Linked DNA regions of Phocoena phocoena: region 2 is linked to region 1. The links are chromatin contacts, called in public Hi-C maps. All regions are on one chromosome and are shown on one strand. Each heading gives the region's core, a stretch centred on a gene start, on an enhancer-like site or on the middle of the called end of the contact. The rest is flanking DNA. Distances are from core to core; before and after follow the strand shown. Region 1 holds the start of LRRC8D (leucine rich repeat containing 8 VRAC subunit D). Region 2 holds the start of ZNF326 (zinc finger protein 326).

The links. Hi-C and Micro-C count contacts between places; a contact is called where the count stands out from the background.
Region 2: a Hi-C map of lung shows a contact between it and region 1, with 10 times the contacts expected there. The contact joins the promoter of ZNF326 here to the promoter of LRRC8D in region 1. A contact is called at or near these places in 2 of 2 Hi-C or Micro-C datasets (kidney and lung).

Annotation. Positions count from the first base shown.
Region 1 is chr1:79,312,712-79,317,106 of mPhoPho1.1, forward strand. LRRC8D (leucine rich repeat containing 8 VRAC subunit D) reads left to right here and starts at 1,979. Exons shown (of 2, transcript XM_065884574.1): 1 at 1,979-2,055.
Region 2 is chr1:79,483,524-79,487,918 of mPhoPho1.1, forward strand. ZNF326 (zinc finger protein 326) reads left to right here and starts at 2,448. Exons shown (of 14, transcript XM_065885349.1): 1 at 2,448-2,639. The coding sequence starts at 2,624.

The DNA.
Region 1 (4,395 bases), core at 729-3,228:
GAGAGGCTGCTGGCACAAGGGACAGGGCAGGGAAAGTGAGAAAGCAAGAGGATGTCAAAAGGGCTGGAAATCTAGTGTCATCTTGTGAGTAGTCTAGGACTGTGCCTTGAGTGTGTTCCGGACCTCTGTTCATACTCCTCCTCAGTGCTGCTCTACTTTACTTCCAGTGCCTGAGGAACAAGTGCTCACTCTCCAAGGGTCAGTTCTACCCCCTTCTCTCTGAAGTCTTTCCTGAAACCCTAGAAAACCACTCTCTTTACTGCCTCATTAAATCTGAACTCACACTTTCCTGAGTACCTGTAACATTTTGTGCAGCATGCTTATGAGCAGCATTTAGATGCTTAGTAAATGCTGACTGAACATTCACTGACATGGAGAGATCTTGGGAGAAGAGAGATGCGATTTCCCATTGTTCACAGAAACGGGTGGATTCAGATGAAAGGAGATATTGAAGTACTGGGCTGGAACCATTTGTCATGTTAAAAACCAACAACTCCAAACATCCCTCCTGACGTTATTTCTTGACCCCTACGTTTCCCCACCCACGAAAAAGACTGCAAATATTCTTTGATCTTACCACAAAAACAGGAGGGAAAACTATCATGCTGGGAAACACTTCTTAGCGGAGGACCACCTTTCGTCTGCCTGCTTCAGATACAAGACATTTCTGGCATAAAAGAATGGGGGGGGGGGGAGAGTAGACTCAATAAAACAAGAACTGACTCTCTCGTTGTATGTTTAATAGCAGACACTGAACAAATGAGGGTGGGACGCTATTCGTGCCAAGATAAAGTTGTGTGTGCCCCAAATCCTAGGAAAGCGCGTTCTCCGTAGGGTTGGAAGCCGCCGAAACGACTTTTACTCAAATTTCCCCCCACCATTTCACCGCATCCCCCACCCCACCCCCGTCTTACTATCAGAGCTTGAGTTGACAGGATAGCCCCGGGGGGATGAAGGTTCCCGAGGTGGCCTCGCGCCCGCCTGGCGACACTGGCCGCCGGGCCCCGCGCCCTGTCCAGGGGGGCGTTTCACAGCTGAGCGATGGGGCGACTGCGAGCTACGGCGGCTGCCCCTCCCCGCCGGCTGCACCTGCGCCCAGTCCAGCAGCCTCCCGCCGCCAGCGTCAGACCCCGGGCCACCGAACTCGCCACGCCGCCCCTCCGGACAGCACGCCCGGCGGCGGAAGCGCCCCGACCTCCGGCAGACGCGGGAGAGCCGGCGGGGGAGAGAGCTCGCCATCACATGGAGGCCCGAGCCCGCCCCATTGGCTGCGGCCGAGCCAGTCGCGGCGCTCGCTGGCTGCGGTTGGTCCCGGAGCTGCAGCGCCTGCACGGGCCCGGAGTCCATGTTACGCTTTGTTTAATTCCCCCCGCTACAGAGTCATGTGCTGCTGCTCTCGTCGCCGCCGCTGCCGCCGCCCGTGGTGCCCCGGCTCCTCCGCCGCGCTTCGAGGTGGCAGCCGCGGGCGGGGCCGCGAAAGCAGGGTCCTGGGCGCCGCGCGCCTCCGCCGCCCCGGCACGTCCGGGAGCAGCCACCGCACGCCGCAGGTGATGCCGCCACCTCCCGCCTCCGCCTAAGCCGGGCTAGGCGGCCAAGCTGCCCCCCAAGGTTGGTGCGCGCCTCTCCGGGGCAGGGGCTGGGGGCTGCGCCGGTGGGAGCAGTGCCGGAGCCGACGCGCGCCACCCCGGCGCCGGCGACCTGCCCCGCGGCGCCGCGGCCCGAGAGGAGGCTGCGGCTGGGACCTCGCTGCCGGGGGGCCAGGAGCCCGGGGACGGGGGAGGCGGGCGGGGCCGGGCCGGGCGCCCGCCTCGGCCCGCTGGGGCCCGAAGATCGTTCTGCTTTCGGCAGTTTGAGCGGCGGGCGCCGCGGTAGCCGAGTGGGCCCCGCGAGAGCACAGTGCCTGCGACCGCCTCCCTTCGGCTCCCCCCACGCGCGCTCCCTTCTCTCGCCTCCCTCCGCCCCATCGGAAGGGCGGGGAGACCCGGTTACGGCTCCACTGATTCTTCCCGGAGGTGGGTGTTTGGTGTCTGGCCTCGCTGGCCCACTGCCCAGAAGGTGAGCCCTTCAACTTCTCCAGAAACGCTTCCCCTCCGCCTCCTTCCCGCGCCGGGTGGGCTGGGCTGGGAAGTGAGGGCTCGCCCCGCCCTCAGCGCGAGAGGGAGGGAGCCGGGGGCCCGCAGGTGCACCCAGCCCGCCCCGGGCCATCTCCGGGTTGGGTACCGGTATAATCCGCTTCTAGCTTGTTTGGAAGCGTGGGCACTTGGGAGCCGGACTTCTGCTCAAATCCCGTTCAGTGGCTTGGAAAGGAGGAGGCTTGGGGAGTGGTTGCTCAGGAAATCATCACCTCCGCTTACTGGAGGGTTGATAGGGGCCTTCCTCTTTCTCTCCCCCTTCATTTGGGGTATCCCTTATGGATAAAGAGATGAGTTTTTTTGGTTTCTTACAAAGCCAGCCACGGTAAAGAAGAGCTGCCGCAGGTCGAGGGGAGGAGAGGTAGGTTCCTGCTGGAGAGGGAGAGGAGGGGTATGCGGCCCCATTTGGATACGCAGTTGGGGGTGTATGTGGCAGAAGGTGGGGACGTAAGGTTCCAGAAAAGAAATAGTGCAAAGGTGAGAGTGTGGGAGCACTCAGGAGGCGCAGGGGATGGGGAATGGGTATCGGGGAGTCCTTAGCCGACTGTGGGGCCCAACTTGAGCCACTTGGACTCCTATGTGGCTCTTTCTGTTTTGCAGATTTCCTCCTTTCCTTCTCCTTGACTTTGAAAAAAATATTTCGTGTTGGGCAAGGAAAGCTTTGAGGACGTATTTTGAGAGATTCAGGAGTAAAGAGAGAGCTGACTTATGGAAACTTTCCTTAGCAGCTTTGATAATAAAATTCTAGACAGGCTGCATTTATTGAGCACCTATTATGTGTTCTGTGCCAGACGTTGGAAGAGTCTGGGCAGGCAGGGAATTCCCGTCTGCAGTACTGGTTAGGGCTGTTTACTTCATAAACAACCGAAGGGCGCTTCCAAGTGCCAAGAATGACAGTGATTCAGACCTTCCCTGCCAGAGCTGCTGGGGCCTCTGCATGGTACAGACCTGTGGGAAGAACCCTGCACCATTCCCAGTAAATGGGGTCTTCAGGCAGCATTTATTTTTACAGCCCATTAATACTGACCAGACACCTCCCATCAGCGAGGACATGGTGAGAGTTGTCTCTTTTCCTGTATTCTACATCGAGTGACTAAAACCCTGTTAAAATACGAGAACAAGATAGGAAAGATCCTGAGATGAAAATTAGGTAAACTAGGGTTCCGGCGAAGTTGTTGGTCTCTATAGGTTAGTAAGGGAGCCTCCCATGAAATGATTAGGTAATCCATAGAGCTGGGGAAAAAGCAATCCAGAATCTTAAATCGGCATGGTTTATTTATATATTTGATTATCCTAGATTTGTCTCATTTTTATTGAGGGTGTGTGAGTGTGTACTTTGTTGATTAAAACCTAACACATTACAAGGTTGGAGAGGAAACTGTCCTTACATGACCCAGCCCTCCAGTCTCTTCATGACCATGTGGAATGGTGTATGATGCAACAGTTAAAGTATTGAGCCATATTTGTATCCTTTTCTTTCTGCCAAGGTTTACAGAATTTAAAAAACTTGGTCAAAGCTTGACCTTTTTTTTCTTAATTTTTATAGTGAGCAGAACTTTTTTGATTAATTTTTTTTTAAAGTGTGCTGTGTTTGTAAGGTCCCAATAGCTGAATTATTTCGGTAGCTGTCTTTGGAAATCGGACTTGGTTCAGTCTCAGTACTGTAGGTAAATTGGCACTAGCTATGAAAAAGTCAAAGTTTTGTCAAAACTGTGCTCATGGTTACATATGTACTTGAAATGGCAGTTGGTATGGGATTTCACATATTTTTCATGTATCATTGGAGCTGATGTTGACATTCTGAGAAATGCCAGCCAATATTTATTAAGTACCAGCAAGAAGCAGAGAACCAGAGTGGGTGCTGTGATGCCTTAACCAGGAAGAAGAGGATTCTTGTACATACGAACAGAGGGCAAGTAAGACCGCCCACGTGAGGACACCACCAGAAGCAAGGGATTGCATTTGTCTAGGAGGCCAAGGAATACGGAGAGGAAAGGGTGTTTGGAGCCAGCCAAACAGCCAGCCAGTGCTGTGTGTGTTGGGGAAGAGGGAAGGAGCACGTATTAGGGGAAGCGTTGAGGTGTGTCATGGGTCAAAAATAGGTTTGCCTGGTTGGAGCAGAGAACATGAAGGGAGGTAGAGGGGATCTAGTTAGTGGAAAACTTGAACCACAAGTCAGTGGTGTTAATCATTTGCCTCAAGAGTGGGTCTCCACAGGGGGTGACTTTGCCTCCCAGCAGACATTTGGGAATATCTGGGCACG
Region 2 (4,395 bases), core at 1,198-3,697, 170 kb after region 1:
GTGTGTGTGTGTGTGTGTGTGTGTGAGCATGTACATATGCGTGTGTGCACATGATACACAAATATAAAGTGACCCAATGTTTATTTCCTTTCACTTACGCCAAGACCTGAAGACCTCAGATTATAAAATCATTCCTTTGCCTTGATAACAAGAAAAAAAGTTAAAAACCTCAGGGAGAGCTCAGTTTTAATTGTTAAACTTACGTGCTTGGCACTTAGGATACAAGAAGACTTAGGTCTAATCTCAAAAGACTTTTAACGTGGAGAGACATAAAGCCAAACAGTATCTGATGCAAGGAAGATAGTGCTGGAGCAGAGGTTGGTCCAGGGAACTCAGAGGAGGGGCTTTTAATAGAGCCCAGGGCCCAGGGCCTTGCTATTCCAAGTCTAGTTTGACTGCCAGCAGCAACATCTCTTGGAAACTTGTGAGAAATGCAGACTCTCCGACTCCAACCCAGACTGACTGAATGTGAATCATATGCTCATTAATATTTGAGAAGTACTGGTCTAGGGGGTGGGGCTGGGATGTGGGAGCGTTTTTTTAAAGGAAATAAATTCTGAACTGTGTTTTGAGGATGAGAGGGTTAACCAGGGAGTGTTCCAAACAGAGAGCAAAACCTAAGCAAAAGTTCAGTGACATGAAAAAGCATTGGGGGTTTCCCTGGTGGCGCAGTGGTTGAGAGTCCGCCTGCCGATGCAGGAGACACCGGTTCGTGCCCCGGTCCGGGAAGATCCCACATGCCGCGGAGCGGCTGGGCCCGTGAGCCATGGCCGCTGAGCCTGCGCGTCCGGAGCCTGTGCTCCGCAACGGAAGAGGTCACAACAGTGAGAGGCCCGCGTACCGCAAAAAAAAAAAGCATTGGGGTGTTTTGGGAACTGCAAGTAGCTTAAAATTGCCAATCAAAACGGAAAGAGTAGGGGAGAGAGAGAGGAGGAGGGAGAAATGTAGGAAGATGGCAGGTCAGGCAGTGGCTAGATCCTGCTGGATGTGCTCTATGTTAAGGAGCTTTGCCTTCACCTAATCCATGATAGAGACGCATGATATGTTCAGATTTGCCTTTAGATCACCGTGGCCCTGAGGAGCCTGAGAAGGTCAAGGTGGAAAGGCAGAGAAATTACTTAGGAAGCTATGGCAATAGTTTGGGAGAGAGATAATGAGAGTCTAACTCAGGTAGTGCAGTGAGTTGGAGAGCAGGGGGCAAATTTAAGACATTTTAGGAGGTAGTAAGCAGATGAGAGACTTCAGTACGGATTGAGGATGGGAGAAGGGGAGTAGCCTGGATGAGTCGCAGGCTTCTGGCTGGGATTAGTAGTGGGTGGTTGCTCATGACGCCACTAACACAGATGAAAGAATAAAGGAGGATGAACAGGTTTGAGGAAGGAAATCATGAGTTCAGTTTTCAACATGTTCTACTCCGGTGAATAGAAAACATGTATAGGAGGAAAAAAAAAAAAGAAGAAAACAATAAAAGGGTGGAGAACTGGGTGAATCAATCAGGGTGGAGAAGGAAAGTGATGAGGAAGAAACAGTGCCCTGCCCAGATTTGGGGCTACAGTAATGCAACATAGTATACCTGTGAGTTTTTCCTTCAGTCCTGTTTCTAGGGGCTGCTTTCTCGGAACTTGGTTCCCGCAATTGCTTGGACCCCAAAGAAGGGCAAAGGGCTTGATTCATGATTTCCTATCCTGTGATCAACTCATTGTTAACACCATTTGCGCTATGAAAAAAATGTTTTCTAACCTGGAGTTCAAGCTGCTCCAGGGTTAGAATGATCTAACAGTCGTCTTTTTCCACATTGCCTTGTGGGTGAGTGAATGACTTTGCCCACTGTCCCCAACACTATTTCCAAAGTGACAATAATACAATGTTAATAAGTATGTGTGTTTGCCCGTTGTTGTTCTTCCAGTTCTGGATGACTCCTGCCACAAATCTTCCCTGTCTGTTAACTTTTACTTTTATTTTGCACCTTGAAACTCAGAACTTGATCATGGCCTGTCTTGGATCATACTCATAATTGTTTCCTATTTAGCAATCTGTTCTCCTCTGCTCACAGAGTTCTAAAAACGTCCTGGACTTCTGCGTCTCCACGACAGAAACTCCATAAGGATTTTAACATTTTCCGATCAGTCACCACCAACCAATAAAAAGCAAAATGTCGGCACGTGGTATAATATATTAGTTCGGGCTGGAGGAAGGTATTCCAACCAGATCCTTTCGCTCTTGCCAGAATCAAACATGGCGGGCCGCAGCCAGACCTTCCAGAACACCCAGCTCTCTTTCCCACGACCCCGGCCAGTCTGTGGGGCTCCTTTTTTTTCCACCTTCCTTACCCCTCGTCCGCTCCTAGAGGGTCAGCACCTGGGAGCGTGACAGCAGACCTGCTTCCCGCCCCCACTCCAGGGCCCGCCCACCAGCCCGCGCCAGCCAATCGCAGGCCGCGCTGCGACGGCCGGCAGCGACGGCCGGCCCCGCCTCCCAGCCTCGCTGTGGCCTGCGGCTCCCGGGCCGGTAGCGCCGCTCTTGGTCGCGTTTACTGGCTGTGTGAAACCGCGGGTCACGGGCGCTCGCCTTCCGCCACAGCTCAGCCCAGCGCCGCCGAGGCCGTCGGCCCCGAGCCTCCGCCATGGACTTCGAGGACGGTAAGCGCGGCCTCTGGCTCGTCGCCGCGGCGGCGGGAGGCGGGGTGGCCTGCCCCGGGGGTCTGTTTACCGTCTCAAGATGGCCGTGTGGGCTTTGTTCTGTGGGCCCGGAGGCCGCCCGCTCGCCGCGGGCCCGGTGCCCGGAGTCGGCCTCTGTGGGGACCCGCGCGCCCGATCTTCCGGCCCGGCGCCCGCTGTGGCCCGCGACCCTGGAGTTCCGCGCCGGCCTCGGTGTGGGTAAGGACGCGCCTAAAGCGCCGCGGCCTCCGGACTCGGCCCCAGACTGGTCCCCGCCCCGCTGCGTGGAAATTGCCCGGACGCTTCCAACTTCCCGGTCTCGGGCTAAGCGGCGAGCGGGCCTCCCTTGCCGCGGCTCGCACTCGCGACGTGGGCAGCGACCCAGATCGTCCTTTTAGTCAATCCCCAAACCCAGGTTACTTCTCGCCAGATAGGATTTTCAGAGGCTTGTTCACGGTCGTGTGCCTGGTTGTCTTAGTTTAAGATGAGTTTAAAGGGCATCTGTAAGTGATAAGTATAAGTAGATCTCTATCCAGAATGGAAAGTAAGGTATTTCTGGTTAGCAAACTGGGATATTTATCCACCAACAAACATTGCCCGGGCCTTAATCCATAATTTGAAATATGTCTGTGAACCAAAGCATTTTTCTCTGGACGGTGTATGGATGGGACTTAAATTAGTCAGAATTCTGGCACAGTATCACATGCCCTTCAAATTCAGACCTGTGCACAACCGCCTGTGTTGGACTTGCTGTTTAAATAAACCGTATTTTAGCAGTACCTTTCAGTCGTCTCTCAGGCCAGTTCTTTAAAGCATTTTCATAGGCTCACGAAGTAAAATTAATTTGGTTTTCAACTTGTCTTCAAATCTTGGCCAGCTTTATAGGAACGGGTGTCAAGGTAAAATGAGCACGTAATGACAGCTTTAGGGAGACATGAGAAGGGGTGTGAATAAACTGAATTTAGTCCTGAGTAGCCAGGCATTTCTAAATAAAATCAGTTCACTACCTAGTTCTAAGCCTCTAACCCAACCCCCAGAATTATCTTTGAATGTGCTGTGAGTCCGACTAAATGATCTTTTGATCTTTGATTTTGATTTCATGCCACAAAGAGTTAAAGATATCAAATCTAAGTATATGAAAGGGGATTGGAATAACCTTTTTGTGGATAGTTTTAAGTTACTTTGAAACAGGAAGTTTAGGTATTAACAGTAGCACACTCTGGTGTTTTTTTTTGTTTTAGTTGGACTTTGACTAATCCTGTGTAGTGTAGTTGGATTCTCTTGTATCCAAATGACCGCTCTGTTAAATTCTTTTCAGTATTTATTAGTAAAATTAACTAAAGGATTTAACAATTGCCGAATTCGTTTTGACAGAGAAATTATCAATATGATTTTTTGGTGATGATACCACATCCTGGGTAGATATAGCACCACATATATATACATATATGTATATACATTTCTCAGATAAGATCTTGAAATCTTTAGAGAGCAAATTAAGTGCTAAAAGAAATATTAACTTGGAAAAAATTATATATTACATAGAATCAATTCTCAGATGTCCCTGCTTTTTGCATTATTTGATACATATTTGCCTTCCTTTTTGTTACTCCATATAAATCAGTACTGGATCCCCTTTTTTGGATATTATTATATATTAGGTTTTATAAACTAATTTTTACATTACCATGATTTGGATGATAAACTTACCATTTGGGGAGATAGTGAAAAGAAAGGG